3 separate regions of the Sus scrofa genome follow, and regions 1 and 3 are each linked to region 2. Evidence: chromatin contacts called from public Hi-C and promoter capture Hi-C data. All regions are on one chromosome and are shown on one strand. The core of a region is the stretch at or near the end of the contact, and the rest is flanking DNA. Distances in the headings are between cores, read along the strand shown. Region 1 overlaps GSE1 (genetic suppressor element 1). Region 2 overlaps GSE1 (genetic suppressor element 1). Region 3 overlaps GSE1 (genetic suppressor element 1).

Region 1 (4,308 bases), core at 1,609-4,108, 76 kb before region 2:
AAGCGTGCAAGAGCCCTCATTTAAGGAACAGGCCCGGGAGCCCCTTAAACTCACCCCCTGAGATAACTGACAGAGGATCTGCTGGCAATGGTGGGCATTTAGTCACTCAACAAACACACTAGCTTTCCCAGATACAGACCTGAAAATGCCAGGCCTGAGCGGGGAGGTGCTGATAGGAGGGGCACTTCAAGGCAGCAAGGAACTGGAAAGACAGGAAGGTGGGTTACTTACTCATCACCACCAGCACCCCCACCTGGGCACCTACCTGGGCCAGGTGAGGTTCCCGGGAGTGGAGGTGATAGGGTCAGATCACTTATCACTTTGTCTCTTGCTGAATTCTTGCTGCACTGCGACGAAGTGAAGCTCCTCGGAGCCCCAGAGGCGCCACCTAGCGGTCTCAGAGGCACTACCTGCGCCTGCCTCCACTGAGTCCCAGCCCCGGTCCAGCCCCTGCTCTGTGATGGGCCCTTGATACCTTGTCCTCTTGGGATCAGCAGGGCTCATGGTCTAATAACATCCCCCACCCTAAGCAGCTGCTCTTGCACAGAAGGGCTGCCTGTCACCATCATTTTTCCATCACCCCAGCCACCCCATTCAGCACCTGAATTGGCAGACAAGCGCCAGGGACCTGGGCTCCCGTGCCATTTACCCAACACCTAACATGTGCTGAGACTGCTCAACTCCTGTCATTTAATCCCCTCGGGCCCTGCAAGGCAGCCTCCAGACCTCCAGTGAGGAGACCCGAGAAGGTTAATTAACTTGCCTAGGGCACACAAATTCGATCCAAGCCTGATCCAGACCCCGGCTGTTGGCCCCGAACCAGGCACCATTTCTCAGTAGCTACCTGCTGCTGCAGATGGACCGGGCGCTGAGGAGTGGGGGGAAGGGGCAGGTGTGGCATCTCCAGCTGGCTGTAAACCATTCCCTGTTCCAGGAGGGTTGGGGGACCCATCACCCAAAGTCCAGCATCCTGGGCTTTAGGCAGTCCCTCTGCACGAGTGGTCCACCCGGCCCAAGGCTACCAGTGCAGAGTCCCCCGGCAGGGGCCTGCCCAGCCGCCCCCTCCATCCCCAGCCCCTGCTGCCCTGCCCTGCCCCCAAACCTCCATCACTTACACTCCGGACTCCCTTTCTCTCTGCAGCCGGCTATCAGTGGCTCAGAAATCCTCTCCATTCTTCAAAGCCGGGCTTAAATCTTATCTCTTCCAAGGAGGCTTTTCCCGTCCCCGCCTCTGGAACTCATCTCTCCAGGCACTGCTAGGCAGTAATGCGCAGGGCAGCGGGCCTTGGAGACTGGCGGGACGGGGGCGGGGGGTGAGATCCAGATTCCCAGGCCACCTCACACTGCCACCCTCAGGGGTGGGGGCCAGGAAAGCGCATCCTTAGCAAGCAAAGGGCAGGAGTTGGGGGGGGTAAATGGGCCCAGAAACAGTAGGTGCCCAGAGGGGAAGGGGACTCTGTGACACATCCCCGGTTGCTAGGCCTGCCTCTGCGCGGTCACCTCTCCCGCAGCCCCGCAGAAGGCATAAAAGGGGGGGGGAACTCCGTGGCAGCCCTCTCCCCCAGACCCCACCCCTAGGGAGGGGCCAGACCCGGGGTGGGGGTGGCGGGGACCTGGGGGCAGGCCCAGGCCTGGCCCGGGGACCTCTCCAGTGGCCAGGATCACCGCCAGGGCGCAGGAAGGGTTAAGGCCCGGACGACCCCGGGCGGCCGAGGTGGCAGGAGTCTGCCTCTTAACCCGGGGCAGCCCGACACTTCCTGCCCTTTCCGCGCCGGCTTCCAAGCTGCACCAGCTCACAGCTGCACTCCTTACAATCAGTTAACAGCTGTTTTGCATAGATTTTCAATTCTAATTGCCTCGCTTTGTGAGCCGCCGGGCCCCGTGAATGGGGAAGCCGCCGCGCGGCGAGAAAGCGGGCGGGGAGGGGGTGGGGGACACTCCAGAGGGGCTAAAAGGAAGCCGGGGTGCGCCGGGCTGGCGGCTTTTATTTTTCTTTTTTAATAAACGAATCCCCACTAACTGCCCCTGCCCCGGCTCCTGCCTCTCCCCCTGCAGCCCAGGATTGGAAGGGGGCCCCCCCAACCTTGGGAGAGACGCCCCCCCATGACCTGAGCTCCCTAACCCACCCCAGACACAGTACCCCGGCGGGGGGTGGGGGTGGGGGCCGCTTCCAGCGCTGAGCCGCCCGCGGGAGCCCGCGCTCCCCTCCCCCTCCAGCCCCCACCAGCCCCCCAGGCTCTCCAGTACCCAGATATGGGAAGCTAATTGGACAATAAAGTTGAGCAGCGAGGAAACGCGCTCTCTGGAGACAGCTGGCATCTATAAAAGAGAAATATTTGCATTTAAAACCTTTAAACTTTATACGGGCGGCCGGGCCAAGGCAGGGGGAGGAGGATGGAGGGGGTGTTCGGACCCTCAAGGGGGCCGGGGCTCCTCGGGGGAGGCCGCGCAGGCCGCTGGGGGTCCACAGAGGCCCTGAGGCTGGGAGCTCTGAACTTCTCCGCCACCGGCAACTCCCCCCTCCACGTCCCACGCCCCTGCTGCTCCCTACAGGACACCAGCCAGCCGACGACACTGGCCTGGGTGGCCTTGCCGTGGGTCAGGATGGAACCCCCCAAGCTCCCTGCCCACTTGGGAGATGGGGCATTCCGTAGGAGTCTCCAGGCCTTTCCAGGCCAAGCACACGGGGCTGGGGTCCATACCCCACATGGTGGGCCTGGCTGGGCTGCCGCCCACCCCACAGGTTCACCTGGGCAGAACCTCAGGGCACCGTCTCCAAGCTGTCCCTCCTCCTGGCCACCTGCTGAGCCGTGGTGGGGAAGTGGCCCCTAGGCTGCAGCTTCCTGCAAGAAGACAGCTTGCCAGGCGGGCCAGGGCTTCCCCAGGGCTTGGCACAGCTCTCAACTCGGAGCGGGGGAGGGGGAGGGGAATGGGGGTGGGGTTGCCACCTCATTGCCCGGATGAGGAAATGGGGGTTCAGAGAGGTCAACTGCTTGCGGGGGTGCTGGCAGGCAGCTCCCCTCCACGCTGCTGCTGGGGTGGGGGCCCAGTTTTCATTTCCTCGCATGCCTAGTTCCCATTTTTCATATTTGAGAGAACCCTGGCCCCATTTTCCTGCTGTCAACATTTGTTCCTGAGGCGTTCCTGAGGGGTCTGAGTTGAGCAGGCTTTTCCGGAAAAAAAAAAAAAAGCACTCAGATCCCAGCCTTGCATCCTCCCGACTCCCTGGCAGGCCGGCACCGAGGGGGTGGGCGGTGCAGGCTCCCAGCCTCTGCCTTCCAGGGCCTGAGCCGAAACTTGCAAGGGCAGGAGGAAGGGGCGGCAGCGACGAATGGGGCCCAAATCCACGGCGCACGCATGATTTTCAACCATGTCAATGAAGCAAAAACCACACCAGACACATCCCCTGTGGCCCGGAGCACTCTGTCCTCGCCCCTTCTGTTCCCACCAGGAACATATTTCCAATCCCAGCAGTGTCTGTCGGCTGGGCTCCTGGGCCGCCGCCACGTCCTGGCTGGGCGTGCAAGGCCCCCGAAGCTGTGCAACTGTCTTTGGGCTTCAGCACACCCTTCCGCCTCCCCAGCCACCAGACTCCCTTCTCCACCATCTCTTCCTGAACACGACTTCCTGGTCCTCTTTGCGGGACCCTCATTCCAGGACGGTCCAAAACGCACATTTCAAAACAGAGCATCTGCGAGCAGCCACCGGCCTGTGGGCAGGACATCAGCGCGGAGGGGAGAGGGTCAGGGGACAGACACCTGGGCTAAGCCTGAGTGACCACCACCTGGCCGGGCAAAGCGCCACCTGGCTTGCTGTGCCCCAGTTCCGCCAGCTGCTGACTTGACGTGCGAGCAACACAATCCACCATTCCCTGGGTTTAACGCGAGGACTAAACGAGACGGTGAACTAGACAGGGGCCTTGCACGGTGCCCGGAACACGGCTGGAGCGCAGCAGAATGCCTTATATTGGGTGTGAGGAGGACACGGATGGGAGGGAAACAGCAAATAAAACGGTTTTACGAGGAAGCAGACAGGCAGGGCGGCCTCGTAGGCAGCAGGGTGAGAGCAAGGCATCGGAGCCTGTGACGCGGCCTGGGTCCAGGCAGCGTGGGGCTGGCCTGCTCTCTCGCTCTCCGTCCAGGCAGCAATGTCTCTCCCGCCCTCCCCCCCCCAAGGTAGAGGTTTTGGGGAACCAAAGACCTGCCAGGAATCTGGCCAGTTCCTCCCTGAGCACAGGGCTGTGCTGGCTTCGGTACCACCAGCTGGTCACCTGCAGGTTCTGTGTAGCCACAGTCTTGGAGGAGCCAG
Region 2 (4,611 bases), core at 1,964-4,463:
TCTCACGGCATGAGCTCTGACTGTGCCCCTCCCCCCATCACCCACCCACCAGCCAGAGAGGGCAGACCCCCTGCAGGCTGCCGCCAGGGGCTGGAGAGGCTGGGAAGTGGGGGTTCCCGGCCCCTCGGGTAAGCAGCCCAGGACACGGCGGAATCAGGAGGGAGAGGGCTTCTCGTGAGCCTCTATCCCAGGCACTCGACGTCACCCCTGGAGGCCTCAGTCCCCTTCCTGGGGCCTGACCCCCCAACCTGCCCACCCTGGCCTGTGTATATCCTCCCAGAGGGCCCCCCACTGCTCACTACTCTGCTGTCTCACCGGCTGGGAACAGCTGGCGGGGAGGGGCAAGCCTGTCCCCTGGGGGTAAGCCACCACCAAGACTGGACACCTGCGACTCTGTTCTCCCAACGTCCAGGGAGCCCCTGTGGGGTGACATCTGGAACGCGTCAAAGGGCCTGGGGCGCAGGCGGCCAAGAGCCAGGCCCCACCCCTTGTCCTATTGCCCGCAATTGCATCAGCTTGAGCCCCCAGGGCTGGGGGTCTTAGGGGGGTGGGGGCAGCCCCTGGGGCCCCCAGCCCTGCTTCCTTCCCTGCCCCCACTCTGGCTCCTTCATCAGCCCTTGGAGACTCCCCTCCTCTGCCTCCCCACCCAGAGACAATTTCATCAGCAGTCAACACATATTTGCCCTGCAACTTCCTGAGTGCTCAGAGGGCAGAGGCGGGATTTTTTTTTTTTTTTTTGGCTTTTCAGGGCCACACCTGCGAGGTGCCGTTCCCAGGTTAGGGGGCTGCAGCTGCAGCTACTGCCACAGTCACCGCAACGCCAGATCCAAGCCACGTCTGCGACCTCCACCACAACTCGCGGCAACACGGGATCATTAACCCACGGAGGGAGGCCAGCATCCTGCTGGATACCAGTTGGACTCTTAACCTGCTGAGCCGCAGCGGGAACTCTCAGAGTGGGACTGTCACAAGAGACAGAGTTGTGCTAGATGGCAGGGTGCCCCCCAGAGGGGCACACTCTCACAACACACACTCATGTGCACACACACACTCCGCGGTTCAAACCCTCCCTTCCCCGCTCTGTAGCACGACCTCCCCGCTGGGTGCCTCAGTTTCCCCACCTGTGCAAAGAGCCCCATGGACCCGCCTGCTGAGAACAGTAAGTGAGCTCACACCCAAGCCCTGGAAGGGGCTCAGGTCATTGCTAACCCCCAGCAAGTGCCCTAGGCCTCCACTTCCAGCCTGAGCTGCCCCCCCCAGGATGACTCACAGCCAGGCCTGTGGGGGGAGCGAGCCCTGAGGATTCTCCGGAGGAAGTCACGCTGCCCAGGAAGCAACTGGGTGGGGGCTGGCGGGGCTCAGGGGGAAGGGAGGGCTCGCCTTCAGGGGTGCTGGGGTGGGGGGGCCCCAGGCCAGGCTGATCTTTCACACCTGCTGACACCCTGACCGACCTGACCGCGGGTCTTGGCAGGTGCGGCGAAGGGCGTGGGGAGGGCCGCCCCCGCCAGTCTCTTCTGCGGCCGCCTGAACGGTGTGGGAGAGAGGCAAGATGAAGAAGGAGCCACTTCCTGGCAAATCCCACGACTCATCCAGGGCCGGAGGCAGGCGGGGGGCGGGAGGGGGGGCGGGGACGCGCGCCTTCTAAGGCCTCTCCCGAGGTCGGGGGCCTGGGGGCTGACCGCCTATTTCCATCCTTACCGCTGCCCCCTGCCCCAGTCCCAGCTCAGGGGGTCCCGGCTCCAGATGGGGAAACGGAGGCTCAAAGAGCGTGAGGCCGCCTGGCTGGCGATGCCCGGCCTGGCTTCCAACCGCCTCTTCCCACGAGGGCTCCGGGGATTTCGAGGAGGCCCTGCAGAGGCTCCACAGGAAGGCGGCCGGGGGGCCGCTCCCCCCGCCACTTCCACCAGCTAGAAGGCGCCACTCGCTTCTGTGCGCGGTGCCCAGTCTCTCGCTGGCACGCACAGACACAGGAACCCTTGGCATTGCCAGGGCCCTCATTAGCAGAGGATCTTAAAGCAGAATGTGGAAACCCTTCAAGACCCACCGGGCCGCGCGCCAGCGTGCTCTGGCTTTACAGGGTGAGGACACTGAGACAGGCCAGAGGGTGCCTCAAGCGCCCCCCCGCCCCCCCCCAGGCGCCCCCCCAGCCCCCATGCACCTCCTGCAGGGGTGGGGCTGGAAACCCCCTCCTGCCTGCTGGATGCAAGGGAAGGGCGCCAGTGCAGCAAGGGGTGTGGGGACAGGAACGCACAGAAGAAACGGGGGTCCACAGAGGACCCAAACCCACCCAGAGCTAGTTTGTAGCAGGTGAAGCTGGGCCTGGAACTCAGGCTTCCTGACGCCCACAGACCAGCCCTGGGCAGGCTTCTGCACTGGGCAGGAGAGATGGCCGCAGTGCCCAGGGGGCTGGGCTGGGAGGACAGCTCTGAGCCCAGAGGCAGGAGCCTTGGGACCTGGTCCCGGCTGTGTCACAAATTCGCTTTGGGCTCCAGCGCCTCATCTGAGAAGGTGAGGCCCGGACAGCCTGAGAGTCTGTCTCTCGATGTGGACAGAAAACCCACTCCCAGGCCTTGGCCCAGTTGTCCCGCGCCCTCGGCTCCTGCCCTGGGACCCCTGGAAGCAGGCCTGCACGGCACTGGGTGGGAGGCCTGGCACTGGTCAAGGGAGAGGCTCAGCCCAGGGTCAGCCTTTCTGTGGCAATCGGCTTAATCCCGGAGGCCTGGCTGAAAACTCTGGACTCCTTCCCTAGCCCTCCCCGGCCTGGAGCAGAGCTCTCTCAGCCAGTCTCTCTGCCAAGCCCAGGCTGACGGACAGACCAACAGACAGATGGGGCGAGAGAGACCCTCCAGAGAGCTGGGGGGGCCGGGCAAGGGCCGCCCAGGCGCGATCTCAAGCAGCGGGGCAGGCCTCGAATTAGTGACGACGTGTCCTCAACACACACACCAACTGCTCTGTCTACACCCGAGTCGTCCTCTGCGCTCTGAACCCCCCCCCCCACAGCGGGGCGGACGGCCCCGTTCTACGGTGGGGGAAACTGAGTCTCAGGGCAGCCGCCGGAGCCTGAACGTGGCCCCCGAGCTCTCCCCAGGAGCCTGATGTGGGCTCCCAGCTGTGTGACCTTGGCCAAGCCACATCCCTCTCTGGGCTTCTTCCTCCCCTGCCCGCCTCCGCAGCGTCAGGTGCTGACGTCAGAGCCCTGCCTCACAGCCAACGAAGGCGATGACTCAGCCGAGCACGCGGTGCAGTCTGGCCACGTGGCCCGGGTCTCCCGGCCATGCCCCAGGGCTCCTTCCGTGACCACCACGACGGCCAGCCCTGTCCCATCCACACAGGGGGGCATCCTCAGCACCCAGAGACCCCCCCCATCCCGAGAGACCGGCCCCCCTCGGTCCGTCCCACAGCCCCCTGCGTGCGCGCATGTGCCTGGGCAGCGTCCCTGGACCAGGAGGCACAGCTGCCCGGGCAGCGGGGGCCGCGGGGCCACGGCGGGCAGCCCTGCAGGGGAGAGATAAGGCTGGCTCCGGGTCCCTGCCCCTGATGGGGCTGCGGGCGGGAGCTGGGCCCTGGCACCGGGCTGGGGATGGTGGCGGGAAGTGACAGGGAGGCAGAGCCGGGAGACAGGCCCCTCACAAAGAGCGCGTCCTCTGTAAGTGGAGATAAACCCTGCGAGAGAGCGGGCGCTAAATCAGTTGTTGAGCCGATGTACCACACGCTGACAGGGCAGATGTGAGGCCTTTCACGGCCGCGCGGCTTTCATTTGTCGTTATTCATGGGCGAGCCGGGCGCTTTATCTCCCTCGCATTATGTGAGGCCACGAGGCAGACACTTGCTCCTGCGCGCGCAGGGCTCCCTCGGAAAATATTAATATGTAAATGTCACTCTCCCAAGACCAGAAATGAAATGGAATGACCGGCTGGGAGATGCTCTGCTGGCAAGATAAAAAAAGAAAAAAAAAAAAAAAAAGAAAGAAGAGGAAAAAAAAAAGCCAAGGAGCGAGGAGAGGCTGCTCAGGGCTGGAGGCCAGGGGGCTGCTTCAGGAAGGAGGGCTCGCGGGGAGCCGGGGTCTGGGGCTCCCAGCCGCCTTCTGTCTCCAAGCAGAGGTTCCACCTCAGAGCCGGGAGGGGAAGCTCCTGGGTGGTGGGCCAGGGTCCGGAGGGCTTCCCTGCCTCCAGGACAAGTATCACGGATGCTGACATGTGACCGGGCGGTCACTCTGGGGGCTTCTGGGAGCACTCACGTGCCTGGGCTCCTGGGTCACTGCCAGCCCCGTGGCCCCATTTGCCGGATGAGGAACGGGGCGTGGGGAGGCTAACTGGCTGGGCCAGGGCATGTGATGGCATACGGGGGGCGGGGCTGGAACCCAGGGCTGCGCGTGCCCAGCCCCTGCCAGTGTCTTCGGAGGCCACCATCTCCTCCCATCACATCCCGAGGGAGGACCCTCTGATCCCGAGGAGACAGACCCAGGCCACCCCTGCCTTTCCCGGCTGGTCCCAGCCTGCCCTCCCCAAGGAAGGCGGAGGCCGTCCCCCACCTGCCAGGAACCTTAGGCAGTAAGAGGCACCCTACCCCCACCCGCGGTGAGCGGGACCCCCGGGAAACCATGCCAGCTTC
Region 3 (4,172 bases), core at 783-3,282, 93 kb after region 2:
CGTCTGGGGTGGCCCCCACCCCCCATCCCGTAGGACACCGCAGCCTCCCGTCTGCGGAGCCTGGGCGGTTGCGGTTTTCCTCTCTCGCCCGATCTATTCTGGGCTGGCTCTGCTCGGGGCGGGCTGGGAAAGGGCTGAGGCCAGGGCAGGGCGGCAGCGGGGCCGCAGGAAGCCGGGAGGAGGCTGGCAGGCTGACTGAGGGGCTGCTCCGGGCAGGCCCCTGGGGAGCGTGGGCAGGGAGGGCGCGCATATGAAGGGAGAGTCCAAAGATGGAAAGCCCTGGGAGCCCTGGCGGGAAAGGAGGCTCCGAGCCACTGCGGTGAGGCCTGGGCACGGTGCCCGACCCGAAGCCAGAGCCACAGAGCTGGGCACCGGCCACTGGGAGGTGTCTCTGGCCGGCGTACGTGCCAGCTTGTGTCCACCACAGCCAGGCCTGCAGGCTCCGAGACGCCCCTCTGCCTTCCGGCTCCACCCCTGGACAGACCCGGCCCCCACGCTGGGCTCAGTCTGTCCACCTGTGAAATGGGGCGACTCGTGGCACTGCCCCTCTCATGCGGAAGAGCCTGGCACACAGTAGGGATACAATAATCTCTTCCCACTGTAACACACTCCCTGGTCGACACAGCCCTGAGGCCCTGGCTGCCCCAGGCTTAGATTTTTCCGGGCCTGGTCATTCCTTCCTCAGACCAGGGCTCTAGGGCAAGGCCCATGCTCACAGGCTGGCATGCAGGCTGCCCCAGTTTGCCCTCTCGCCTGCTCAGCTCCCACCTCGCCATGGCCCGACCTCCAGCCTCGCTTTTCAAGATGCCCAAGCATCCACCCTCCCTACAAGCTCGCCCTCCCCCACTGAGCATGCCCAGCTGCCTCCCTCCACCGTCTAATTCTCACACACGGCATTCCCAGATTTAAGCACCACCTCCTCCAGGAAGACTTCCAGGGATGCATCCAGCCTGTGCCTTATTGAGTTTCCAGAGCACTCAGCCCGGGCCCACGCGGAGCCTGGCAACCATGTGCCAGCGGAGCTGGGGCTGGCACAGAGGGCATTCACGGTGCCCGGGGAAGATGTGCTTGTCAGAGGCAGTGGGAAATGGGATGGCACGGGTCCATTTTGCTGCAGGAAAAGAGATGCACTGGGTGTGAGGAGGGGGAGGAAGGGGGTCTTCTACTCCAAGGGAGACAGATGAGCTAACACCGCCTCCCCCCGGGACCTGCAGAGAAGCCCACACCTGGCTCCCGGCAGGGCCTGGAAGCTTGGCGTGAACCTGCCGAGGCCAGGCGAGGCCAGGCGGGGAGCTGCAGGGGGGAGGGAGGGAGAGCCCTTCAGGACAAGACCAGCCGCCCTGCACGGAACAGGCTCGGGTGACTCGCTGACCCCAGGACCCACCAAATCCTCGGCTTGAAGGTGAAGCTCAAAGCTGGACGGGCTTCCTCGTGTTAACATGAGAAGAGCAAGTCCCCAACCTCCACCATTATTTGAGAATTCTCCCTCCACACCCATCAAATTAGAGCAGTGTCCAACGGGGCCGCGGGAGCGCAGACAGGTATTAAATTTTAATGAGCGCTAATGGCTTTGCCCTACTTTGTGAGAGCCGGGCCTACATTTATGAACGTTTAATTTCTCGGGCCCTGACCTCTTTCCTTCCCTCTCCTGCCGTCCCCTCGCCGGCTGCTCCCCTCACTGATGCTTGAGGGCGGGGCGGGAACCTTCCTGGACCACCTGACAGTCGGCTCCCTGAGCCTGATGGCCAAACGCTCACTCTCCTGGGGAGAAAAGCAGAAGCAACAGTCACAGCCCCAGAGCCTGCAGCCGGCAGGAACAGACTGTCCACGTGACGCTAGGAACATGGCATTTCATGGATTCCCTGACTCCCAGGTAGATGCGGGAGCGCCCCCCCCGGGGGGGAGGGGGCACATCCCACTGATGCCTGCAGGCCAGCAGCCCACCTCCGTGGGACCACAGATCCCTGGAGCCTGAGTCAGGACCGCAGGGCAGGGTGGCGGCCGAGCCCCTGCTGCCCCCTGGCGGCCATGAGGCCCACCTGCCGGGGGAGGGGGAGGTCTGACCACAAACCCCGGGCTCAGGCCCGGCCACCAGGCAGGCCAGGACGACGGCTTGGTTCTGGACCGGAAGTCCTAGAGAGATCGGAGCCCTGGAGTCGGCTGCGATCTCATGGGTTTGGGTCCCACGGCCCCTGTGGGGCTGCACGTCCCAGCAGCCTGAAGGAAGACTGTTCTGGAAGGTTCCAGGCCTGCCTCAGGCAGTGACAGGTGGCCCTCTGAGCCTGAGGAGTCATCTTTGCTCAGTGAAGTTAACAAAACATCCCCCCAGCTGCCTCATAGCCCTTCAGCTTCAAGGTGGGGTCAATGCCAGTCGCACTTATTAAGCGCCTACTGTGTGCTGGGTGCTGCGGGACTGAGCCGTAACGACGTCAGGCGTGACTGCTGGCAGGAGCCAAGGGGTGACAACATCACAGACTTCAGGTCATTCGGCCTGGAGCCCCCAGAGCATGCAGACCACCGTCTCTCCTCTGTCCCGCCAGAGGCCCCCAGATGTGGCCCAAGCTCACACGTGCCCTCGAGAGCCTTCCACCCGCGTCTCCGGGAGGGAGCCGCAGCGCCTCCGCTGGGCCTGCTGGAAGCGATGCCTGCAGGGCCCGGGGCTGGCGGCCTGCAGCGGCTCCCTGGACCTTCCCTCTGATCCTCCTGCCTCTGACAAGCCTTCAGTCCTGCCAGAAGGAGGAGGCCAAGCCCAAAGAGGCAGCTCGAGGGGAGCAGAGAGAAGCCCAGGCTCTGGCCCGGCTGTGCGGGAATTCGGGTGCTCAGAGAGACACACGCTCCGCTGCCTCTGCGTGGACAGGGGGGCATCAGTGGGAGGGTCTCCGACCTGGCTGGCGTCAGCCACCAAGGCCCCAGTCACCCTTCAGTAAGGAGGCAACCACCTGGCTTCCAGTCCCTTCCACCACCTCCTGGCTGTGCTCTCTAGCTGGGCCTCAGTTTTCCCGTCTATGAACTGGGGACAGTGAGAGAACTTACACCCTCACAAGAATGCCCAGTAAGATACAGCTGAAATTTAAATTTCACATAAATAAGGAATAAATGGTTTTTGTTTTGTTTTGTTTTGTTTTGTCTATTTAGGGCCACACCTGTGGCATACAGAGGTCACAGGCTAGGGGTCCAATTGGAGCTGTAGTCACTGGCCGACACCACAGCCACAGCAACACCAGATCCGAGCCCCGTCTGCGACCTACACTACAGCTCATGGCAATGCCAGATCCTTAACCCACTAAGCGAAGCCAGGGATCGAACCTGCGTCCTCATGGATACCCGTCAGATCCGTTTCCTCTGAGCCACGATGGGAATTCCAGGAAAAAGATTTCAAATATAACGGCTTAAGGCATCATTCACGTACCATGCCCGAGACACTAGTTTCTAGTGTATGCACAGAGCTGGGCCACTGTCGCCACAATCCATTTAGAATATCTTCACAACTCCAGAAAGAAACCCCGGACCCGTTAGCAGTCACTTCCATTTCGCCCCCCAGCCCTAAGCAATGAATACATTTTTGAGCATAAGCATATCCCAAAGACGACACGGGACATTTTTTTTTTGGCCACGCCCATGGCATGGGGAAGTTCCTGAGCAAGGAATTGAACCTGTACCACAGCAATGACGTGAGCCCAGGCAGTGACAAGGCCAGATCCTTAAGCTGTAGAGCCACACGGGCACCCTGACATGGCAGATACACTTGTACAAAAAGGTATTTGTTGTTTATCTGAAGTTGAAATTTAACCGAGTGTCCTGTTTCGTTTTCCTTTCTAAATCTGGCGGCCCTGCCCCCGGGGCGGCCGTGGGCATCAAGAGCGCCAGGTGCTTCAGACAGAGTCAGTGATGTGTGCATTGGCTGGTCTGTTATTTTTACTGTCTTCATTTGTGTTCTCCCAGAAGCAGAGCCCAGGGACAAGGATTTGTGGGCCAGGGGTCTGTCCGTGAGCGGCTTTGGGAAGGGCGGACGTGGAGTGGTGAGATGGGGTGGGGGGCAACGAGGGGCCACAGGGAGCGGTCCTGCTGGGGACCCTGGGAGAGGAGGGGTCCTGGGAAGGACAGGGGTTGCAGACTCGATCAGGAATGCCTTTCTTTCTTGGTGGGATGTCACCCTCCTGCCTGGGGCGGCA

Evidence for each region. Promoter capture Hi-C pulls out the DNA fragments that hold promoters and counts their contacts. Hi-C and Micro-C count contacts between places; a contact is called where the count stands out from the background.
Region 1: a contact with region 2 is called in a Hi-C map of retroperitoneal adipose tissue, with 2.9 times the contacts expected there. The contact joins two enhancer-like sites. A contact is called at or near these places in 17 of 47 Hi-C or Micro-C datasets (alveolar macrophages, blood, brain and 9 more) and 2 of 2 datasets of contacts at active chromatin or transcription factors (alveolar macrophages and skeletal muscle).
Region 3: a contact with region 2 is called in a promoter capture Hi-C map of fetal liver, with 1.8 times the contacts expected there. The contact joins two enhancer-like sites. A contact is called at or near these places in 1 of 5 promoter capture datasets (fetal liver), 1 of 47 Hi-C or Micro-C datasets (alveolar macrophages) and 1 of 2 datasets of contacts at active chromatin or transcription factors (skeletal muscle).

What each region holds. Positions count from the first base shown.
Region 1 is chr6:3,301,068-3,305,375 of Sscrofa11.1, forward strand. All of the region lies in intron 2 of GSE1 (genetic suppressor element 1), which reads right to left. Among named protein-coding and RNA genes, the nearest start is that of GINS2, 85 kb to the left of the region's middle. Within about 2 kb of position 2,859, at least 10 of the 83 cell types and tissues checked have an H3K27ac peak or open chromatin away from gene starts, as enhancers often do. A contact at or near this core is called in retroperitoneal adipose tissue, where this site is marked.
Region 2 is chr6:3,377,123-3,381,733 of Sscrofa11.1, forward strand. The region is part of intron 2 of GSE1 (genetic suppressor element 1); the gene reads right to left. Among named protein-coding and RNA genes, the nearest start is that of GINS2, 160 kb to the left of the region's middle. Within about 2 kb of position 3,214, at least 26 of the 83 cell types and tissues checked have an H3K27ac peak or open chromatin away from gene starts, as enhancers often do. A contact at or near this core is called in fetal liver and retroperitoneal adipose tissue, where this site is marked.
Region 3 is chr6:3,471,624-3,475,795 of Sscrofa11.1, forward strand. All of the region lies in intron 2 of GSE1 (genetic suppressor element 1), which reads right to left. Among named protein-coding and RNA genes, the nearest start is that of GSE1, 180 kb to the right of the region's middle. Within about 2 kb of position 2,033, at least 20 of the 83 cell types and tissues checked have an H3K27ac peak or open chromatin away from gene starts, as enhancers often do. A contact at or near this core is called in fetal liver, where this site is marked.